Regions from separate parts of the Neogale vison genome. Here regions 1 and 2 are each linked to region 3. A link is a contact called in public Hi-C data. All regions are on one chromosome and are shown on one strand. Each heading gives the region's core, a stretch centred on a gene start, on an enhancer-like site or on the middle of the called end of the contact. The rest is flanking DNA. Distances are from core to core; before and after follow the strand shown. Region 1 holds the start of TMEM14A (transmembrane protein 14A). Region 2 holds the start of TRAM2 (translocating chain-associated membrane protein 2). Region 3 holds the start of EFHC1 (EF-hand domain-containing protein 1).

What was found. Hi-C and Micro-C count contacts between places; a contact is called where the count stands out from the background.
Region 1: a contact with region 3 is called in a Hi-C map of tongue, with 8 times the contacts expected there. The contact joins the promoter of TMEM14A here to the promoter of EFHC1 in region 3. A contact is called at or near these places in 3 of 3 Hi-C or Micro-C datasets (fibroblasts, muscle and tongue).
Region 2: a contact with region 3 is called in a Hi-C map of muscle, with 6 times the contacts expected there. The contact joins the promoter of TRAM2 here to the promoter of EFHC1 in region 3.

Annotation. Positions count from the first base shown.
Region 1 is chr1:98,780,768-98,785,510 of ASM_NN_V1, reverse strand. It overlaps TMEM14A (transmembrane protein 14A), which reads right to left and starts at 3,118. Exons shown (of 5, transcript XM_044252873.1): 1 at 3,043-3,118.
Region 2 is chr1:98,687,506-98,692,292 of ASM_NN_V1, reverse strand. It overlaps TRAM2 (translocating chain-associated membrane protein 2), which reads left to right and starts at 2,177. Exons shown (of 11, transcript XM_044252850.1): 1 at 2,177-2,357. The coding sequence starts at 2,238.
Region 3 is chr1:98,535,733-98,540,617 of ASM_NN_V1, reverse strand. It overlaps EFHC1 (EF-hand domain-containing protein 1), which reads right to left and starts at 1,901. Exons shown (of 13, transcript XM_044252827.1): 1 at 1,790-1,901. The coding sequence starts at 1,852.

The sequences.
Region 1 (4,743 bases), core at 1,869-4,368, 240 kb before region 3:
ATACACCTAGGGGTGAGAAGTTCCATGAAAATCCTACCCAGGAATCTGTAAGATGCAGGAGAATGTGTGCAGGCGACAGGCTGGAGACGTGGGTACTGGTCAGCAGCAGGCTGTTGGGCATTGACTCATGCCCCATCCCTGACTCTGACTCCCCCGCAAAGTGAGAGTAGATGAGATGAAAAGTTCCTTGTAGCTTTCTAATTCTTTTAATTTCTGATTCCCAGTGCCGCTTCTATACCTATATGCAAATAAAACTCGTGTCTCTTAGATCTGTAAAGTTCTGGATCAGTCACCTCTGTTGGTCTCGCAGCTTCAAGCTGTGACCACACTGCATGCCTTCCGTCTTCAGCCCTGCCAGCTTCTCATGGTCCGTCTGACCTACTGTTGTTCCCAAAGACTTAATCGAATCCCACAGCAGGCTCCAAGCCTGCTGCCACTGCCTGCTAGCTATGTAACATTGTGCGTGGTCCCTAATCTCTCTGCAACTCGGTCTCTCCATCTGTAAAATATGGATAATGATAAAATTACCTCACAGCTTGTGGTGATTAAATGAGGTAATACTGAAGAGCGCTTACAACAGGGCCTACACGTACTGGGCACTCATCAAATACTAGCTGCTTGAATAATGATTGTTCTTCTCTTTCACCCTATACCCATTTTTAAGCTTGACATGTGTGAGGCCATAACTGTGCTAGCTTGCTGGGAAAACAACAGAAATGGAGTGAATTTATGACTCAGGCACTCAGTGAATCAAACCATAATGTTACAGCTTATGCTCAACTCCATTTAACAACTATTTATTGAATGTCTTCTTTTTTAGGAAAATATTTTTTTAATTTCTTTGACACAGAGAGAGAGCACCAGCGGGGCAGTGGCAGGGAGAAGCAGGCTGCCTGCTCAGCAGGAAGCCCGATGTGGGGCTTGATCCCAGGATCCCGGGATCATGACCTGAGCAGAAGGCAGATGCTTAACCAACGAAGCCACCCAGGCGCCCCTGTACGTCTTCTTTGTGCAAGGCAGCAGGAAGGCATGGAAAGCCCTTGGACTTGGCTCTGGCCTTTTAGTACAGCACAGCAGAGGAGGAAGACGTGTGCATGAGCTCTATGCATAGGCACCATATCAAGAAGTGGAGCCTACGGTGACTTGTGAGCCTAAGGGAGGATTCCTAGAGCAGACAGGGTCCGGGCTGGGATCTTGGGGAAAGGAGGAGTAAGCCGAGCGAAGAGGGTGGCAGGGAAGGATGTGCTCTAGGCAGCAGGGAGAACATGTGCAAAAGCCCAGTGGCATGAGAAAGCATGGCTTGTTCTCAAAATGGACAGGCGTGCAGGGCAGTTATGAAGACATGGGCCTGGGGAAAAAGACAGGGCCAGGACACTTCTAAGTGCCGTAAAGGGAGGCTGGGTTCTGTCTCAAGGGCAGTAGAGATGACAGAAGGGAGTCTCTCCACCAGATTTAATTCCAGCCAGTGCTTGCTCGCAGTGGGTAGCGGGAGATGGGACGAAGTGAAGCAGGAAGCTGAGCTAAGCCAGAGCCGGTGGTGGCCTGGCCTGGAGCAACGGCAAGGAGGGTGGCTCAGCTCTGAGAGACGTTCAGGAAACAGAATCAATAAGCCTGGACGTGGGGAGTCCAGGGGAGGGATGAGTCAGAGATGACTCGCGTCTAGTCTCTGGATTGGTGCACCAGGAAGGAGAGGTGGGAGGCGGTGGGGGGGGGGCTTGATGCTCCTCCAGGAGATAGGGGGCCCTGGACCAGCAGGCATGTGGTAGCAGGCGGAGGGAAGAATCCAGGAATGGTGGGACCTATCTGAGACATAGTCTAAGATGCCTGACACACAGTGAGGAAAACACCTCTACACACAGATCGGAAGCTTATGAGATCACTCATCATCAGGTAGTAATTTGGGAACCTAATTTTCTCCTTAAACCGGCCACCTCATGTAAAAGGCCGATTCTTCTCTGTCCTCTGAGCCCCCAGTCTTCTTCTGACCCTCTCCTAGGGCCCCACCCCTTCTACCTGGCATTGAGTTACTTACTTTGAGCTCCCCTCCTCTGGGGCTAAGCTCAAGTTCTGTTCACCTTTGTCCTCCCCACATCACCAAGCTCACCGCCACGCACAAGGCAGGGTGTGCAGAAATACTTGCTGACTGAACCAAAGGAACAACTTTTGCCTGAAGGAAGACATTCTGTAACTGGTCAACCCTCAGTATAGCTCTACTGCCAGGCAATGGTCTGTTCCCTTAATCTCCTTACTGAGCTGAGTATTCTAAGGAGGCAAAATACATACACCTATTCCCAATCCTTGCAAGAAGTTTCTGAATACAGAGAGAAATTGCAGACAAAAAGCAAACATCCCTCTTGCTCCATGTCCATGGCAGGACCATTTGACCAGAACCACACAGGGAAGTGATGGAAGTAGGAGCTGATGGGTGCCTTGCTTCACAGGCTCTCACTGAAAACACTACCTCAGTACTTGGAGAGGCCAGAAAGCGTCTTGGGTGCAATGCAGCAAAAGTGATTTACTGCACCGCGTATGAAACCAGGTGATAGGGCCCTGCCTTGTCCCTAGCCCTCCAAAATTTGGGGGACCCACTAAGAGATTTTCCGTAAGCTACTGTATAAAAAACTACCTACCTTTGCACTCCTTGGGGGCTCGAAAGACCATTTTCGAATGAAGTCTGGGTGGTACTAGCAAGGTTAAACTGCCAAGCGTTTTTGCCATGGTCAGAGAACCCCATCCCTTCCCCGCCTCTCCCCAGTTCCAGGAAGGTCGGAAGGAGGACAGGTGGGAGATTCAGGGCCGCGGAAGGAAGACATTCCGGGAATTCCCAGGAGACGGAGAGAAGCGCTGCTTGGAAGAAGCAGCCGCCATCCCCTGCAAAATCCTCCCCAGGTCATTAGCATCTTTGCTCAGATCTGTGCCTTTACAAGAAAATTCAGAGGAGGAAGTTCTCGACTGCGAGGTATACAGCTAACCTGCAGCCTCGAGCCCTCCCCGCGGCTCAAAAGAGAAAAATCGGGAGCCAGCCTCGGGCCAGCCTCGTACCTGGTGTCCGGAAGCGGTCCCCGCCGCCAGCACCTCCTGATTCTGCGCGCTACCTCCCCGCACTGGCAGAGCCTGCTGGTTCGGGGCGGTGCCGGTCCCGCGGCGCGCATGCGCCACGGCTTGCCCTCTCCTCCGCCGGGCGTGCCCGGCACAGGCTGCGGACCCGAGGCCAGTCGGTTCCTCCGCCGCTCGCTCTTTCTGCCCGGCTTTCCGCTCTGGCTCTACAGCCGTGCAGGGGTCTGCTGCCTCCTGCCGGACCCGGTAGGACGGGGAAGCCCCCGCAGAGAATAGGTCTGGGTGTAGCTGGCATCCCAGAAGGCGGAGTTTTAACCTTGAGGTTCGTCCACCACTCAGAGGACAGCAATCAGGCCTTTTAGATTCTTGCCAGCGACTGTCCCCATTTTCAGTGCGGGAGCTAAGGTTCAGACAGATGGGGTGACTGAGTTGTCCACGGTCTCAGGTCCTAAGTGGGGTACAAAGGTTAGAGCCCAAGTTTGGTTTCTAAGCCGGAGCTCCCTTCGTTATATCACACACATTATATCACTCCCTTCAAATATCTCCGCTCCAGAGGTGGAGGGGAGCTCAGGATCCCGGTTTTATACTCCACGCCCAGGATTTGCTGGGCCTAATTAAGGGAAGGGAAAGGTAGAGACTGACAGACGTGCAATGCACTTTAAGTCATGGCTAGTCTCAGGATGGATGATCCCGGAAATGAATTCAGTGGATTTGGAATTGTTCCTCCTGGCAACAAATGCTCATTTCACGCCAGTTTTGCCTTCCAAACCACATACTATAACTCTAACCAGACTCCTTACCCTAGCCTCCCCCAACCCTCTCTCCAGACTTCCAGGACTTGCCCTATCCAGAATAAAAGTAAAACCCCTCTTGGAATGCTTCCCTTATCTTTACCTGATAGGACCTCCACTAAATAACTTGCCCCTGACTTCAGACGTCAGTGCCTGGATTTATAAGATGCTGCTCAGAGATCCCTTTGACCCTGTCACTGAGGTATGGGAAGCTGGAAACAGTCCCATGATATTCCTACTCAAGGCATTTTCACCTAAACTTAAAAGAATAAATTTCTATGATGGGAAATTCCATATTCTTGGACATGTGGGTTCACAAACGTTCTTAGGCAAAGAGGTCACTGTCCTCTCAATTCATATGCCAGCTAATAATAAGGTTAGAGCGCAAGGCGAGGGTACCACCAAGCATACTTCTCTCTACCTATTTGTCAAGCTGTCTATTCATGATCCCAGCAGAGACAGATGGCCCTATGATGAGCCATCAGCTGCCTTTGGCAATCTGGAAAAACACAAGAACAATAAAAAACAGGATTTCCAAGGAAACCAATTTTATTGAAATACAGTTATGAAATTATTAAAAATTTATATCTGCGATCTAATAAATGTGCTTCTTTATCATATTACAGGATCTGAGAGTGGGGATAATAATACTGTAATTCCCAAACGGTGCTGCACCTAAACAATATTTTCGGGTATCTGAAACATGCAAACATCTGCTCGTGATGACAGAGTCACAGGTACTGATACTGTGGTGGTTTGTGGCCTATGAAACAAATGCTAGATTTTAGAGGTTAGTGAGGATAAAAATTTCTTTTCTCCATCCATGTTCTCAGATCTCCTGATTTCCATCCTCAGGCCCCTTTGGATTTGCAGAACTCCCAATGTATAGTAACAC
Region 2 (4,787 bases), core at 928-3,427, 150 kb before region 3:
TGTTCTGAGGTGCTGAGATTCATAGGCTCCATGACCAATTGGATGAGGAGTTGGGAAGAGGTCTGTCTGGGGTTGAAGATGGTTTTGAAACTAGGACTTAGAGGGGCGCCTGGGTGGTTCAGTGGGTTAAGCCTCTGCCTTTGGCTCTGGTCATGATCCCAGGGTCCTGGATCGAGTCCCGCAGCAGGGAGCCTGCTTCTCTCTCTGCCTGCTGCTCTGCCTACTTGTGATCTCTGTGTGTGTGTGTCAAATAAGTAAATAAAATCTTAAAAACAAAAACCAAAAAACAAAACGAGGACTTAGAGATGGCTGGGATGGCCGAAGTAGGCACCTAGTGCTTCCTCCCTGGGATTGCGAATACCAATCCATGCATCTAAGAACCCTTTGTCTAGTTGTTCAATTGCATTTGAAAGGATTCAGGGCTGGCAGTCATCAGTATGAGCAATGTCTAAGCTATCTACTTTACATTTCTCATTTATATACCTGGGATTTTATAATTCCAGGAGGTTATAATTCCTAACTATCTCCTGGGACTTTCAGCCTGAACACAGTGTAAAGAAGTTGACAGTATCCCACTTTTTATAAGAAATTCCCACCACAATATCCTCTACAAATGATCATGGGGAAACATGAGCAAAGTATTAGGTTGAACCATCTGAAATGCTGGTATTCTAGTTTTGAGCTATGGAGAAACTGATTGCATAGGGTTCAACCTAATAGATGTGGCTGCAGTTTGAAATTATGAACACCTTTTCATAGATGAAAAATTAAGATGCTCTACAGTTCTTGATCTTTCTATTCCTCATGAGACTTGGGTCCAGCTGAAGAAAGGTCAGCCTTGAAGTTAAATGTTTAGTCGAACATAGGCATTACTTTTTCATTTCCTGAAGTCATACAAATTAAAGACCAAAGGTTGTATGCTAAGTACTGACAAGTGAAGAAACTTCAGATGTCAAATTTATCTAGGAAGTCAAGGCCTGTCTCAAGCACATTTTGTACACGTGCCATGTTTAAGAAATCGTATTTACTTACAAGTGAAGTAACTGTGGACCTAATGAAAAAGAGAATAGGAATTAAAGAGTTCTTTGTTCATTTTGCATTTTTGCACATCTAGAAAGTGATTAGTTGGCTCCTTCATTACTGGTAGGAATGAATCCATTATTTGCCTATATAAATTAATTTATTAAAAATACATTTTGTCCTTTCCAGGAGTACTTTTAAAACTTAATATTAAATAGAAACTTTACATGAGACAGTGCCTTCTTTTTTTCTTCTTCCGTGTTTATTCTTCAGAGCAATTAATATTTGAGGCAGACTTTGGGTAAGACGTGTAGAACTAATTTATAGTAGCACAAATGTCTCAGAAGTTAGCAGAACTGCACCCATTCATCCACTCCCCTCATTGGAAAACAGGCCACCCCGGGGCAGGTTTTTTTGTTTGTTTGTTTGTTGCATTATTCCCAGCAATCCGAACTGTGCCTAGATCACTGCCAGCTCTCAATAAACACTTGGTTGACTTGATTCATTGAGCATCCGTGCCGGGCGCTGCGGCCAGCGGGAAGGCCCGCCGGCAGCCCTCCTCCCTCCACCGAACCTGCGCGGCTCTCGGCGCCGCAAGGAGCATCCGGCTACACGACCCACCCCGCTCCGCCCGGCCGCGGCCTCCCCGGCCCTTCCCTTCCCGCGGAGGAAGAAGCGAGCGCCGAGAAGTGGGAAACCCAGGCCCACTTCCTGTCCCGGCAAGGCTGGGCGTCAGCGCCCCCCGCGGCCTGCTCCCTGGGCGCGGCAGGCGGTCGGGCCACAGCAGCGAGAATGCGGCGGGGCGCGGCGGCGGCTGCGGCGGCGGGCCGGGAGACAGTCGCCGGGCTAGAGGACCCGGGTTAAGGGACCCGGGCCGCGCTCGCCGCCCCGCGCGCCGGCCCCGCCCCCTGCGCGTCCCGGCAGCCAGAGGGTTAAGCGCGCGGGGGGCGGGGCCGCAGCGAGGCCAGCGCGCGGAGTGCGGGCCGCGGGTGGGGAGGGGGCTGCGGCCGGGGGCGGTTCCGGGCGGCGGGGGCGGGGGCGGGCGGAGGAAGGGGGCGGGCCCCAGAAGTTGTTGGGCGCTAGGCCGGCGGGCGGGAGGGCGAGCGGGGCAGCGGGGCAGCGGGCCGGCGGGCGGACCGGGCCGGGGCTGGAGAAGTTTGCGCGGCGGCTCGAGAGCGCAGGGTGCGGGCCCCGCCGGCCGCTGCGCGCCCGCTGCCATGGCTTTCCGCAGGAGGACGAAAAGTTACCCGCTCTTCAGCCAGGAGTTCGTCATCCACAACCATGCGGACATCGGCTTCTGCTTGGTGCTCTGCGTCCTCATCGGGCTTATGTTCGAGGTGAGCGAAACTGGGGAGGGGGTGCCCCCTCTTGTGCGTCGCCCGGCGTAGCCCTGCAGGTCCCGCGGGTCCCCGTCAGAGCCGGGGCGCCTGGCTGCCATGTACGCTCTCCGCACCCCGGCTTTGTGCACTCTGCGCCCCCTTGGCCTCCTGGTCAGCCCGGACGCCACCCCTCAGCTCTGCGCCCTGCCAGCCGTGCCCTGCTCTGCCGCCCCCTTGAGCACCCACCCTATCCTGCAGCGCTCTCTGCAGCCCTGGATCCTAAGCCTGGCCTTGAATAAACCGCAGCGCTGCCACCCTGGCCCGACGAGTGGGGTTTCCTTTCTGGTGTCCTGGAGTCAAGCCCGGAGACTCCCAGACCCGCGGTCATTGCACAATTCCCCCTCTCAGGCGGTGGCCGCCAGCTAGCTCCCTCTGGCTTTTCCAGTGGGAGGGACCTTGACTCTTTTCCACGTCTCACCTGGTTTTCCAGCTCTAATGCATCCTCACGTCTGGGATATGCTCAGGGTGTTCACGTGTGGTCCTGGCCCCATCCCAGCAGTGCCCTTCTGCCATCCTCCTGCCCCTTCTCCCTTTTTTCGCCCTTGCCTAAGAGGCCAGGTTTCATATACCCTTTATTACTCTGTGGACTGTTCATTTAGATCCATCTATAGTGGACCCAGAACTTCTCCCCTGTTACAGGGGCATGGAGAGGGACAGGGATAGTCTCTGTTTTTAGGGGAAAGGTGATTCTCTCAGAGCTATGGGGGACAGGGGCTGGAGAGGATGGGTCCTCACCGGGACAGCAGTGCCCTGGTGTGGGCCTCACCAAGCAGAGTTTTAATAAGGCCCCTGGGGGTCAGAATCCAAGGGAATGATTCTCTGCTCCGGAGAGGGAGAAAAATGTGATATCCAAAGTGGAAAGAACTGGAGGAAAGTGAGTATTGGGCTTGCTCTGGTATATCTTGTCTCAAGAGTGAGATTATGTGAGTGACACTCCCCTCACTCTCACGGATGATGTCCCCTCTGAGGCGTGCCTGGTCCTCCCTGCTGGCTTGTGTTGCTTATCTGTGTTCTTGGGCATGGGTTAGGAAGCTGTAACCATTTATAAACAGCCTTGGAATTGGAGGCTTCCCAGTGTGGCTAATTTCTCCTTCAGGAGCCCTCTCTCTCTCAGTTCCCTGTCTCCCTTCTAAGGAGGACAGGGGTTCTACTTAGCCCTGAAGCTGTTCTCAGGCTGGGGACACTTTCATGGTGGCTAGTCAGGGTTGGATGTGTGAATGCACCCTTGGCTGGGCTTCGGGGTCTGTAGGAAACAAACTTGGGACCAGGATTGGGGTCTGCTGTCCAGATTTTGCTAGTGCTCCTCCACTTCTGTCCCTCCGTCCTTCCTTCCCCCACCCCATAGCTCTCATGGTATATTCACCCTGACTCTGTCAAGCCAGGGTCGTCCCCGGGTCCCTGTCTGCTCTGTCAGTAGTCAGACTGCGGAGTTGACCCACAGCCTCAGTTTCCCCTTGGCGAAAGAGGTTAGTAAAACCTGTCTTCTCACAAGGTTATTGAAAAGTTTAACTGAGATCATGTAAGCAATAGAATAAGAGCCCAAACAGAAGCTACAGATGTGAAAACATGTCGCTTGCTGCTGAGACCCTGTACTGTTGATCATAGTACTAGCTTAATGAAACAAGAATTTTGTTTGGTGGCAGTCCATACCCTCAGTATCGGTTTGCTGTCCTCTGTTCTTAAGAGGCCTCCCAGCGCTGTGTCACCAGTCTTGGAGGGTGTGGTTGGAAAGACACACGTGACAGCTGTAGCCCTCAGAGCCACAGGCCCTTCGGCCAGCGGGGTCTCTTGCATACTTGCGCCTCTGCTGCATTGCAGGCAATTGCTAAGGTTCGTGGCTCTGTGGGTTTTATCTTTGCTTGAAAGAGCTGCGTAGGGTTTGAGGTCGGTACCTCCTTCCCTGTCCTGCCTTCAATCTTGTGGAAAGTCCAATTCAGGAAACCTGGAACTTTGTGGCAGTTGAAAAGTGCTAGGAGCCCTACCTACCTGCCAGAAGAGAAAGGTCCAGGATGGAGGACGTAACAGAAAAGCCCCCCCAACCCCCGTCTTGGGATTGGCCTGGAGAGTATGGAAAGGGCCCTGGCAGAAATGCACTGCCGACTAACTCCCTCTTCCCACCACCCTCTGTCTGCCAAATCTTAGACCAGCAGCTGTTGGCTTTACAGCGCTGGGCACCTTTTCTAGATGGTGCGTCTGAGGTCTGTTGTGGAATTGTCCATGTATGCTCGTATGTGAGGACAGCGCAGGACTTACTAGATCTCACTTAGGGTCTTCTGGGTTCTCCCCTGGCGGTGTGGTATATGTAGGGATGGGTATGGTGGGGGAGGGGCAGTCCAGCACTTAACAACCTTTTTCCTAGAAGTGAGAACGGAATGGGGTGGAAAGGGA
Region 3 (4,885 bases), core at 652-3,151:
TGACACCTGGATAGTCTATTTAAAATAGAAAGTAAGTCCAAGGCACAGTTCACGTTATATGAAGTACAGCAATGTACATTCTCAGAGCCTGGGACCTCCAGTCTGCATCTGTGTAATCCCCCTAATCAACTCACCCCTTCTGTTTGTAACCCACACTCACCAACACCAATGCTGAGGCTGCTCCTGCATAGGGCAGGGATGTGCCTACATTTTATAACTTACATAGAACGGAAAAGTCCACTGAAGGAAAAGCTCTATGATGCTGTGTCTTTTTTTTAAATTTAATTTTATTTATTTATTTGACAGAGAAAGATCACAAGTAGGCAGAGAGGCAGGCAGAGAGAGAGAGGAGGAAGCAGGATCCCTGCTGAGCAGAGAGCCCGATGCGGGACTCGATCCCAGGACCCTGAGATCATGACCCGAGCCGAAGGCAGCGGCTTAACCCACTGAGCCACCCAGGCGCCCCTATGATGCTGTGTCTTAACGCAGGGATAATTATGAAGAAGCAGCTCAGAATCCAGACTCTCTCACCAAAATTTCAACTTCAATTCATTCTCCCAAAGAAAATAAATGGACTACATATTTTATCTTACCTTCATACCCCTGGAAAGGAGCTTTTAGCTTAAATTATTAAACTATACAAATACAAATTATTATTGTCTTATCTATGATAGTTTACTGAATCTCAACATTGATCTTCAAGCATATTTCTGTAACCAGGTTAAAATCAAAACAAATACGAATAATTTTGTCAAGGGCTAAGCCATGTCAGAAGGGGAAAAAAAGTGTTTTTTTTTCCTCTTCAATTTGGTCTACAGAACACAAAACAGTTAAAGTAGGGAAGGAGCAAAATAATCAAATCAGGAATATTTCATTAAAATGTTAGAAAAGAATAGGAGTACAGGAAGGAAGAAAAAGAATACAGCTAATCAATTGTGAATGAAAGGATTGGAATGGAATTATCTCCTGTAAAGCAGGGAGAGATGGTTTGGGAGGAAGATAGGCAAGTGTTGAAAGTCTAACTTTTGGAGAAACAGCAATTGAGAAAGAAGATAAAACCGGACGGGGAGAAGGTGGGACTAAGTTGTAGAAAAGTCGGAAGTGCTGAACGGAAAGGGGGTGGGGCTAGGTCGGAGCACAAGCGAGGAGAGCGGAGACCGCGTAAAAGCGCCGGGTGGAAAGGAGAGAATGAGTGGAAATGATATGTATGAGACAGGAAACGGAGCTGGGGGGGGGGGGTGTTCGATGAGTGGGTCCAGGATAAGGAAGGCGAAGGCGGCGAGCGGGAATGATGTGCCTGGGAGATGGGCAGGATGGGGCTGTGAGAAGGAGGACCAAGATGGAAGGAGACTGAGTGGGTGAAGGGGCTAGGCTGGGGGACTGAGGGCGGCTAAGAAGGGAGCTGGGCAGAGAGGGGTACGGTGTGGGAGAAGGAGCTGGGGGGGAACCTAGCCAGAGCTTGGGAGGAAAGGGGGGGGTGTAAAAGAGATCTAGAGGAAGAGGCAGTGGCTGAAAGCAGGGCAAGAGGAAGAACGGGGCGAGGACGACGAGAACGAAGGAGGCCAATAAATGCCTGGATGGAGTGAAAAAGCTAGAGAGGAAGGAGCGGAGAGCCAAGAATGGGCGAGAGAGGATGAGGCTGGAGGGGGAGGACGACGGAACTGTGGTGGCGGACAGAGAAAAGTTGAGGGCAGAGGACGGGTCTGAAGGGAGAGAGCAATTCCGGGTGGAGAAGGCAGGTGCACCAAGGGGCGAGCCCTGCGAGGCCGCCAGGGGGTGGGGTCCTCACCGTGGAGTCCTTAAAGGACGTGCCCGGGAGAAAGGGCAGGCCATGCACAGGGTTGGACACCATCGCGGCCGCTTTTGCCGCAGCCACCTGGGTCGAGCGTTGGCCTTCCCGGTTGCCCGGGCGACGAGCCGCGTCCGCCGGCCTCGCGAAGCTCCATGGTGATGCCAAACATCCGGCGAGGCGCGCGTCGGGGCGGGGCCTGAGGCGCGGGCGCGAAGGGTCTGCGCGTGCGCCGCCCGCGGGCCGGGAGTTCAGGCGAAGAGGCAGTAGAAGCCACAGGCGCGGGGAAGTGGGAACTGGTGGGCGGGGTGGGAGGAGGTGACTGCGAAGAGGCTGCGGTCGTGGCCCGGAGGTCCGAGGGTGGGAGCCGGCCCTTAGATGAGTTACAGTGGCGGGGAAGCTGCTTCCTTCCGTCCACCCAGCCCTCACCGCTCCCCGCCCGCACTGTGAGCTCGGGCCCCTCTTCTCCGAGCCCTGCGCAAAGGGCTCTTGTCCCGGTTCGCACCGAAGTGTAAATGGCTGGTTCCGGTTGAAAGTGACACCCGGTGCCGGGGCTTGTTGGGGGCCAGGGGCTGCGGATTATTCATGGTTGTATCTCTTGCTCAAGGATGTTCAGTGAACTACTGCAACCGTCTCGTCCCCGATCCTCCCACTACCGCATTATCATTTTCCATCTTCACCTCTCTCTATCCTACGGACAACAACAGCCGCAGCCTCCCAATTCTTGAAGGCTGAGCCTCGCCTATTCACCCCAGGACACTCAATATTCGTTGACTAGAGAGCTATAGGGTGCTTATCTCAATTCTCCCCATCTCTATACGGATCGGTCGCTGCAATGCAAAAATCCGATCCACATGGGGAAATACATCCCCTTCGAAGAGATAACTTAAGTCATGAAGAAGCGAGTAAGTGGGTTGAAATACCGTCAGGATCGTAGGCATTCTCGCCTTTGGGGATTTTTATAAAACTTGTTTAAATTATGATTTCTTAAAAGAAGTATGATCCCGTTCCTGAAGCATTTTCAGAAAAGCGAGGGAAAAAACCTATCCGTCAGCCCCGGGGAGTTTAAAAATAAAAACAAAAAGCGAACAAAACCCTGGTGCCAGAATATGGGATTCATTAGGTCTGAAATAGACCCCAGGAATCTGATTTTTTAAACAGCTGTTTCTGATGAGGAGCCAGTTTAGGAACGTGATAGAGTAGCAAGCCTGCCGCAGACACTGTAACTCCACGTCATGGGTAGTTTAGTGCTAATGCAGACAGCAGCTTTAGTTTTATTGCTGCTTGTCAGACAAATCCCCCTGTTGGGTTTCACTAATGGGCATGAAGCTCAGGGGACCCAGGATATGAATCCACTGATGGCACCTGAAGCAGTTATTGGTGGCTGCCTCCACATCCTGCCCAAACAGTTTCTTTTCTGCTAACCCAGTCTCTCTCCTCCCTACTTCTGTTTTCCTGTTCTTGTCCCCTTGTCTTTTCTTACCTTTAATTTTTTAAAAATTTTCTATTAGTAAATTACCTTAATGTGGGCATTTAATGCTTTTTAAAAAATCAATTACCATTGCTGAATTTACCGAAAACTTTGTAAGTATCTGTCCATTGCATTATATCATAGCCACTTACCTAGGATGCAAGTCAGTTACTGGAAGAATATTTCAAAATGGCAAGTTCAACTTTCAAAGAGGTTGAGGATGCCTCTCTCACTTCTCTCCACCTCACTGATGCTGAGTACCCAGAAACGCTGCTAGCTATAATCCTTGCTTACTCTTGATGATAACCTTTAACTCTTACCAGTTATATGATCCTGTCCTCCCCTCTATCTTAAAAAGAGTAAATCCAGGGTATTAGGGTACACCTGAAAGAGCACTTCCGGACTAATTGCATGGTTGCACTTGGGTCTATATTCCCTAGATTGGGTAGGGAAAGAGTCCATGGGGGCTGGAAAGGTAAGCCATGTCTAAGCTTATTGTCCATTGTGACATCTGTTTCTATTTGAGGAGTGGCCTCTGCTCAAATGTCTTTCTGTTCTAGAAGAACACACTAGTTAAATGGTTAACCAAGTGTGTTTTAACTATTTTCAGACCCTGGAAATGTGTGGTGAGGAAAACTTTTCTTGGTCTATATTCTCCTAAAAATGCCATCACCTCCAAGGAGAGGAAGCTGGGCAGTGTTGATAAATGCTAAAAATTACAGGGACAAGTCTGTAAAGAAGTGGGGGAAAAATTAAAAAATAAAGGTAGGGTTTCAGAAAATTTCTTGAACCCTGATTAAAGAGTTTATATCCAGGGTGCCTGGGTGGCTCCGTCGGTTAAGTGTCTGCCTTCAGCTCAAGTCATGATCCCGGGATCCTGGATCCAGCCCCATGTCAGGTTCTCTGCTCAGTGGGAAGTCTGCTTCTCCCTCTGCCTCTCCCCCTGCCCCTGGCTTGTGCTCTCCCTCTTGCTCACTCTCTCTATCTCTCTCCCTCACTCAAATAAATAAAATATTTTTAAAAAAGAGTTTATATCCTGGGGCACCTGGGTGGCTCAGTGGATTAAGCCTCTGCCTTCAGCTCAGGTCATGATCCCAGGGTGCTGGGATCGAGCCCCGCATCGGGCTTTCTGCTCTTCGGGGAGCCTGCTTCCTCCTCTCTCTCTGCCTGCCTCTCTGTCTGTCAAACAAATAAATAAAATCTTAAAAAAAAAAGAGTTTATATCCCATTTCACCCAAATATGACTACTCAGCATGGATCACACTTCAATTTGCACTCATCATTTTCTACTTTGTGCAATATACAGGAGAGAGTAGGAACCTGACCATACCTGGCAGCTAAAGTAAAAAGTGCCATGGTCCATGGAGCACTTGGGTGGCTCAGTCATTAGGCATTTGCCTTTTGCTCAGGTCATGATCCCAGGGTCCTGGGATCAAGGGTCCAGCTGTCTACTTCTCCCTCTTCCACTCCCCCTGCTTATGTTCCATCCCCCCGCCTCTCTCTCTCTGTCAAATAAACAAAATCTTTAAAAAAAAAAAAAAGTGCCATGGTCTGAAGGCTGTGCATAAAGCGTGGACTAAGAAGACCACAGAGATATTGCATGACTTCAGCAGGTGTTTCAAAAC